2 separate regions of the Mus musculus genome follow, and region 1 is linked to region 2. Evidence: chromatin contacts called from public Hi-C data. All regions are on one chromosome and are shown on one strand. Each heading gives the region's core, a stretch centred on a gene start, on an enhancer-like site or on the middle of the called end of the contact. The rest is flanking DNA. Distances are from core to core; before and after follow the strand shown.

Region 1 (4,026 bases), core at 636-3,135, 5.3 Mb after region 2:
CTTCTATACTGACTGACACCGAGTAAAAGCCATCTTTCAGTTTTGTGACACTAAATGCAAAAGCTGTTCTTCAAAATTTGTAAAAGGAAGATGCTCCAAAATGAAGTGATGTCTAACACTTTCAGTTTTCTATTCTAATTAGTCTCTAACACTTTGGTTTCTCTTCATATGAAACTTCCACCTCTTCACAATTCTGTTTTCTTCTGTCCCTGTCACTTGAGCTCTTGGCTTCTTAGCAGAGGAGGTAGAATGGACACCTCCTTGCTCCGATGTGTTTTGAGAGTTATTCCTTGGAAAGGACTCTCTCACAACACTGCTGATAGCAGGTCCTCAACTTCAGTGTTTAAGAAGCAAGCGAGCATTTACCATCCAAAAGAACAAGAACTTCAAGACTTCTGCTATAACAGATTTTGTACACTACACCTTCTTAAAATATTTGTAATGAAAAACTATTATTGCTTTAAAAACCTTATCCAGAAACATGAGCTGATACATTGGCAAAGAGATAATTTGGAGTTCTTTGTGTTTTTAAAAGGAAACAATACAATTGAAACATTCCAGATATACAGCCTTTGTAAAAATTAACAAAAATCTAAGGATAAGAAATGTCAAATGAACAACGTAAAGAAATTACATATTTACCCAGACGAAATGGTTTTATTTTGTACTTCCAGCTACTTAGAATAAACATTTATCAGCTTTCAAATCCATTTGTTTGATCTAAAAGAACTAACTAAATAAAATACTTAGTTCTAATGTCTCAAAAAAAGAATTACTTTGGGGGTGTTTGCAGAAGCGTGTAGATGAAGACACATAGGAAAAGACACTATGATAAAGTTGTGTGAATAAAATTAAACATGTATCCCGTAATTTGTTCACAGCCGGACATCCACATAGTACCATGAGGTCCGAGGGCTGCCCATAGGAAGCTGGTAACCCAATGGGAACCAGGGCTGTAAAGGTTTCTTAAAAAACGTAACGTGGTCGAACAAAAACAAAACCCAAAGCAACTGTAAGACCTGGCGTAAGTGCCCCCAGTTAGCGACTCTTTGGCAATGCAGATCCAACCAAACGATTAGAATGAAACGTGCAACGCTCTCTCTCAAAAAATCCTATAAAGCCCGTCAATTATGTTCGGCTCTGAGAATCGGCAGTTCCCAGCACCTTCCTTTTCCACTTTTTAATATTTTATACAGTTCTCCATCTGCGGCCTTTCCATTCATTAATTGCCCTATACAAGATCCCCCCGATGACTCTCGGGGAATTGCTTCTTTTAAGACAGGGCATCAGATTGCCAAGCCTCTGGGGTCGAGATCGCGCCCTCGCTCCTTTGGATGTGGGAGCGTCATGCACTTAAGACTTGATTATTTAATTGCGGAGATGGGAGCAGACCGGTCGGAGGGGTTGTGCCAAGTGGGCATCCCGGGGTGTGTGTGTGTGTGGTGGGATTTGTCCTTCGTGCGCTCCAAAAATGCGCGCCCTCCTTGGGCCTGCCTTGTGCCCGCGCGCCCCAGGCCTCGTCCGCCCGCCCAGCACCCAGAGGATGCCCCCGCAAGGACCCCGCCCCTCCCGTGTCCACGCACCTGCGGCCCCGCCCCCGGCCACGAACCTTCAGGTCCACGCACCTGCCCTGCCTTCCCTCCCGCCCCCAGCGCGCAACCACCAAGGTGCAGCCGCGCTCCTCTTCGGCGGCCCCGGTATCTAAAGGGGTCCGTCTCCGGCACCACAGCCAAATGGCTGAGCCTCCCTGGCCCGCTGCGCAGGATGCCCATTGGACCCTGCCCCCCGCCGCCACCACCACTATTGGCTGGCGTCCGAAGCCTCGCCATTTGATTGGCTCTTGTTGCCGCCGCTCCACGCAAGGAGCCGCAGGTCCCGCCTCTACGGCGATCAGGTTAGTGTGCGCCGCGGGTGCTGGGGGCTCGAGAACCGAGCGGAGCTGGTTGAGCCTTCAAAGTCCTAAAACGCGCGGCCGTGGGTTCGGGGTTTATTGATTGAATTCCGCTGGCGCAGGATCCTCTGCAGAAAGAGAGAGCGCGAGAGATGGAGATGGACAAACGGATTTATTTAGAGCTGCGGAACAGGACGCCCTCTGATGTGAGCATTTGCCAAAAATATCTCTGTCGGTCCATTCTCCTACTTTGTGTTATGTGTGCGTGTGTGTTTTGGGGGGAAGGCACTTTTTTATGGAGGGGGGCTCCGGGGAAGGTGTGGGGTTTGGGGTCTGACTGCAAATGAATTGCAAGGTTGGATGGCGGGGGTGGGGGGGGTTGCAATGCCACCGGAGCATGTTTCGTCCGCCGTCGCTGCTGCCCTTGGTGTGTGACTGACTACCTGTGCGTGTGCTCCCGCGTGTGCGGGTATGGGTGCGAGGGTGTGCGTGCGAGTGTGCACCCAGCGGGGGGCCGGCGGGGCGCACGCGTTCGGGTCGGAGGGAAGGCGGCAATTTCACCCTCGTCCGAGCTCTCAGCTCCCACGACTTGCATCTGGATGGAAAAGATGATCGAGGGGAGGAGAAGATGGGCTGCCTCCTGGATTAAACAACAAAAAGGGGTTGTTATATTTTAGAAGCGTAACCCCCTTTCCGCCCCCTCCCGCGCCTGCCCCCTCCCTTTGCAGTCTCTTTCGCTCGCTCGCACACAATAAGTTTTGGGCTTCGCGAGTCCGGTATAGTTTCTGATCAATGTAGCCCGAGGACCCCGGGGAGAGCGCGTGGGGACCCGACTGCTGCGGAGTTGGGAGATGGCTCGAGTTTAAAGCGCGTCTTCGTTTCTCTGCGGGGATGAGGCGAGAGGTGGGGAGCCATATTTGTAACTTTGTCGTGTTCGTGAACGCGCCCTTTCTCTCCCTCCCTCCCTTTCTCTGTCTGCCTTCCTTCTCCTTTCTCTCTCACTCTTTCCACCCCACCTTTGGGCCAGATGCTGTCTTTTCTCCCTTCTTCCTCGCGGAAAGGGAGGGGGGGTACCTTAGGTTAAGGGGGAGGGATTGTGAAGTGTGCAAATGCTCAGATAATCCTCGCGCCTCCCCAACCACGAGCGTCGCTAATGTAAGTTGCCCGGAGGCTGCGTCCCGTTCTGGCCCCCGGCTCCCTCCCCAGATGCCAGCCTTGGCACCCTGACGCCTCATCGGCAGCAGACACCCCACCTTCCCGGTCCTTGCTTCTCCTGGGGTGGGCTCCCTGGCAGCCATTCGGCGCTTGGTTAATAAATGGGCACGAGAAACTTTATCAGAACCCGAGCTGCCCAGAGCTAGTGCCGCTGTGGGGACCGACCCAGTCTACATTCTTGCGGGCACGGCAGGCACGCAGCTCTGGGATGGGCAGTTCGTCTGGCCGTAGCCGTTATGGATTGGGCAGCGGCGGGAGTATGGCAGGAGGAAACTTACACCGGTGGGAACAGGGAGGCTGGGCGCGAGCCCACTGCAAGGGGAAGTGAGGGTTGGTGGGTGACTCGAAAGCTACTGTTTATTTTTGTCTCCCTCTCGCTTTCACGCACTCGTGTTGTCTGCGAGTTGACCCATTCGAGAGACCTTAGGGTCTGCGGTGGAAACCCTAGCCAACTTCCCCTCTAGGCTCGGTAGTAGGGAGCAGGAGCTCGCGGGCGGGAAAGATCTCGGGTCTAGCCTGAGGGTCTGGGGCTCGGGCGAGTTGGGGGCTCGCGTAGCACGTTGTGCTGACCTGTCGCCCCTCCAGCCACTTGACCCCTCGAATCCTGACAAAGGCAGGCCTCATTTCCTCTTTTCTCCTAATTCCTCCTTCTAAACCTGAGTAAGACTTTTGAAAACAAGCTCCTTTCTGCCGACCGCCCATCCTCACGCAGCTGTGCACTGGAGACGTGCTACAGCCTTATGGCGCGCAGGGCGGAAGGAGGGGGCACCCCTAGCACCAGGACTTGCCGCGGGGGCTGCCTGGTTCGCCCGGTGGCGTCCCGACCCAGCCAGGGTGCCCGATCCCGGGGGGTGGAAGGGACTGGGTGTGGTGCTGGGGGGAGGGGGCCGAACGCGACTTCCCGCGTACTTTCCCGGAAG
Region 2 (3,905 bases), core at 17-2,516:
CCCTTTCGCGAATGGTTGCGATTACAGCCCTTCCCCTTGAACAGTCATTCTTAAGACCATATCCTTCACACAATCTGGAATTTTTACTCCTTCTGTGAACGTAAGTGCACACTCAAGGTTTATTTATGCAGTGGTCTGTGTGAGGTTTTCAGCCTCTCTTCCTCCAGTTTAAAATGTCCCTGGATCTACCCGACCAATAGAGTATACATTTTCCCTTCATGCTCCGCCTTCCGGAGGCTTGCCCAGGCGGTGACATTTAAAGGCCTCCGCTGGGTTATCTCCGCCCCCTGAGGGCTGCAGATTCTGGTTGTCCCAGTGTCACAGTATTCAGTCAGCCCTAGTGACCAGCTAGTAATATCTGGGCTTTTGGATCAGATTAGAGCTCCAGACCTTAATTTTGGAGTCGGCTTGCTGAAAGTAGCTGCTGAGTGCTCCAGATGGCTGTGTTTAGAAGACCGTGAAAGTGTAAAAATAAGTGGGTAGGAAGGACAAGGCTTTCTGTCATTGTTTTGGTTAATTCTCCACGGCGGGTAATACTACTGCCTTTTCCTTTTCAAATCTCAAAGCCTCGGGTTTCGGCCGCTGAGCTCCCCGCCATCTCCGATCCCGGCCTTGGAACGCTGAGGTTCAGTCTCCAGTGTAAACATTCCACAAAAGGACTGCTAAGGTTCAGCATCCTCGCGCAGGGCGGAATGGTCTCCTTCCTGGACCGGCGCCGTGTCCAATGGCGGCTCCTACCGGCGCCAAGATAGTCCAATCAGATCATTGGGGGCGGGGCCTGGCCCAGCCGTGTAGTGGGTGGAGTCGGCCTCACTTAAGGACATTTTTACCCCACATTGGTTACTTACCTTCCTGGGGCTATGAGAGAAGCAAAGGTAGTCTTCCAATGCAGGGACCGGCGGAGGCGGGAGCCGATTTGTTAGGCCTGTGGCTGGGGCGGTATGGGGAGGGATATGTGAGACTCTCCAATGAGATGTGAAGAGGTACTCCTCTTCCTCCAATAGTATTAGAGCCCGGAGGAGGGATTCGGCAATCAGTCTCCAATAGGCGGGGTTGAGTTAGGGACTCTCCCCGCCAATAGGGGCGTGGAGAAGGTGAGCGGCTCGCTCTCCCCTCCCAGCGAGGGAAGAGGGCGGGAGTAGGTCTTTGCGGCATAGTGATTGGCTAAACCATTGACGGATGGGTAATATATCCCGTGGCGGAGCGAGGTTAAGCCTTCCCTCGGCGGGGCGGGCCGGGAGAGTGGGCGGGATTTCCCGGGTAACAGAGAAGCGGCCGCGGCGGTAGAGGCGGCAGAGACGGTTTCTCCATCTTCCCCCCTCCCCTTCCCCCCTTAGAGTTTCCCTCCCTCCCTCCCTCCTTCCCAGTCTGGGCACCCAGGCCTGTGACCGCTTCGTGGGCGCAAAGGAGGTTGCCAGTCCGCTCTTGCGGGCCTGTGCCCGCGCCGTTCCGGGGCCTCCGTGCTGGGTGCGAGGCTCACGCCGGGAGCGACGCACAGGCTGAGTGGCTGGAGCTTTTGCGGTGAGAGCACGCCGCACCGCGGTCCGCCCAGCAGCTGGGTGGCGGGTAACCCGGGACTGGAGGGCGTGTGTTTTTCGGGGGGGCTGACCTCGGCTTCCCGTGCGTGGCTGTGGGGGGCGGAGCGGAGCCGCACTCAGTGCGGGAGGGGGAGGAGAGCGTAGTCCCGGTGCGCACGGAGGGGCGGGTCCTAGTCCCGCCGATCAGAGGCGGGGCCGGCGCGCGTGCGGTGGTGGAGAAAGGGGCGGGACGGGCTCGCGCTAAAGGCCCGCGGCTGTGACCCCGCCCCTTCTCCCTTATGGGCGGGACCACTGGCTGAACTGCTTTGGGTCCGCGGGGCGTGCGGGACGGGAAGAGGGTCCCGGCGTGTGGCTTTCAGGGCGCGGTGGCGAGGGGGCGTGAAGCCTGTGTTCCCCCGCCTTAGCGGGATCCGGTTGGCCGGAAGGCGCGTCCGGGGCTGTGATGCCACGCCCCTCCCGCCCCGCCCCCTCCGGGATTTCCGCCTCCTTAGCAGTGAAGAGGAGCTGGGGAAAGCCCGCTGTGGCGTCTGGCAGGGGGTCAGGGCTCCGTGTCTGCTCCTCCCAGCATCCCCGTGGGTGGGAGGGCCCCTTGTAGACTGGGAACGGTGGAGGTGTCCGGACTTTATGCTGTGGCTTCTTCATCCATTCTGCTTGGGGCATCGTGGCCCGTAGCTGTAGTCTTCTACTTTGCTTCACACACCATGGATGGCGCCTTAACAGCTAGGGAGAGTAGAAGCGTGGTCAGCTGCTCCTCTTCGTTGTAATTATTGGGACGAGATACTCAGCGTCCTCTCTGGAGTGTCTGCGGTGGGGTGCGGCTGGTGCTGTGCCCTTGCTTCCCCGACAGTGGCCGGTGGGGGAGGGGCAGAGTGATCAGGGACTGGAATTGTGGAGGGCGCCAACCTTCCCTGGAGTTCCCTTGATGTTCAGCTACTGCGCCTTTACGGGTTGATACCTAAAAATTGCTACCATTTTTGGTAGCTTAGGACTTTAAACTCAGTTTACCATTTGAGCTCCTAACAAATCTGAGATTTTATTTCTAGAGAAAGTATTGAATTTATGATTGTAAGTGATGGAGTGAGTTTAGGGCACATAAGCATTGCTTCACCGCTAGGCTATACCCCAAGGCTAAATTTTTTTTTTTTAAGTCAAAGATTTAACTCTCTTTAAGTAAAATACTCTGATTTCTTGACTGATTTCACCTACAGAAGGTTTTGTTACATAAGCTTAGTTTCACAAAGGTAACTTAGAATTTTGTGTTCTCTTTTGGTTTTATGTAACTTCTAGTCCTTAAAGCTTCATGTTGCTCTTTTTAGATACTAAGTAGGTTGAACTGTATGAAACCTATGTGTAGCATAGCTTACCGGCCTGTGTTAGAGAGTTACTTTGGCCATTGTTGGTTTACTGCACATGTAACCATATTAGATGATCTTACTCGAGAACTTCATGAAAAGTGAACATCGAATTCTTAATTTATGTATTGATATCTGAGTATGTGTAAACCACTTTTAAAAAAGATTTATGTTAAAGTGTGTGTGTGTGGGGGGGGGCAGAATAGGATGTTAGATCTCCTGTAGGTGGAGATAACAGGTGGTTCTGAGCCACCTGACATGGAACCCAACTTAGGTCCTTTTACAGGAGCAGTCTGCACTGAGCCATCTCTCTAATCTCATAGTCATGTGTAATTTCTGAAGCTAAATTCTGGATTTGTTCTTTGTTCAGTAGAGGCTGAAAACTGTGCCCTGTGCTGTACTTAATGAAGAGGTTAAATATTCACTTTTCAGCTAAAGAAGTGACACCAGCCATGGTAACAGAATGGAGGTGGAGCCCAAAAGATAAGGACTTGGATGTACTACAGATGGAGTACACTTAAAACGCTAGAAGAGAATTCTTTGGCTTTGAGGAAAGTTTGACCAACCCATAGTTAATTTTACCAATTGAAGTACAGTTTGGAAAATCAGATGACTTAATTCATACCTTTTTTTTTTTTTCTTGTTTTTGAAACAAAGTTTAGCCCTGGGTGTCCTAGAGTTCACCCTGTAGTCTAGGCTGGACTCAGACTAAGAGACCTGCTTGCCTCTGCCCCCCAAACACTAGGATTAAAGGCATGTGCCACCACTGCTGAGCATAATTCTTATGTTTATAGAATGTGTATAATAGGTTGTGTACTGGAGTCACAAGTCCTAGGCTTTGAAATTTCAAGAACCTTGTTTTTGCTTGTTTTTTTTCTCCTATCCATCAGTATACGTTTGTTATTTTTGCATACTAGCATTTAGGAGGCTAAGCAGACTAAGTGGTGAAGAGTGAGTATTACTCTAAGAAAACCTGAGTTCAGTTTTCAGCAACCATGTCAACCTGTATCTCAGG

Evidence for each region. Hi-C and Micro-C count contacts between places; a contact is called where the count stands out from the background.
Region 1: a Hi-C map of CD8 T cells shows a contact between it and region 2, with 7 times the contacts expected there. The contact joins the promoter of Anp32a here to the promoter of Sin3a in region 2. A contact is called at or near these places in 2 of 484 Hi-C or Micro-C datasets (B cells and CD8 T cells).

The regions. Positions count from the first base shown.
Region 1 is chr9:62,339,458-62,343,483 of GRCm38.p6, forward strand. It overlaps Anp32a (acidic (leucine-rich) nuclear phosphoprotein 32 family, member A), which reads left to right and starts at 1,886. Exons shown (of 7, transcript NM_009672.3): 1 at 1,886-2,097. The coding sequence starts at 2,044. It overlaps Gm20346 (predicted gene, 20346), which reads right to left. Exons shown (of 2, transcript NM_001378702.1): 2 at 2,045-2,531. The coding sequence ends at 2,467.
Region 2 is chr9:57,075,110-57,079,014 of GRCm38.p6, forward strand. Sin3a (transcriptional regulator, SIN3A (yeast)) reads left to right here and starts at 1,267. Exons shown (of 22, transcript NM_011378.2): 1 at 1,267-1,521. It overlaps 2700012I20Rik (RIKEN cDNA 2700012I20 gene), which reads right to left and starts at 940. Exons shown (of 2, transcript NR_152107.1): 1 at 849-940; 2 at 94-734.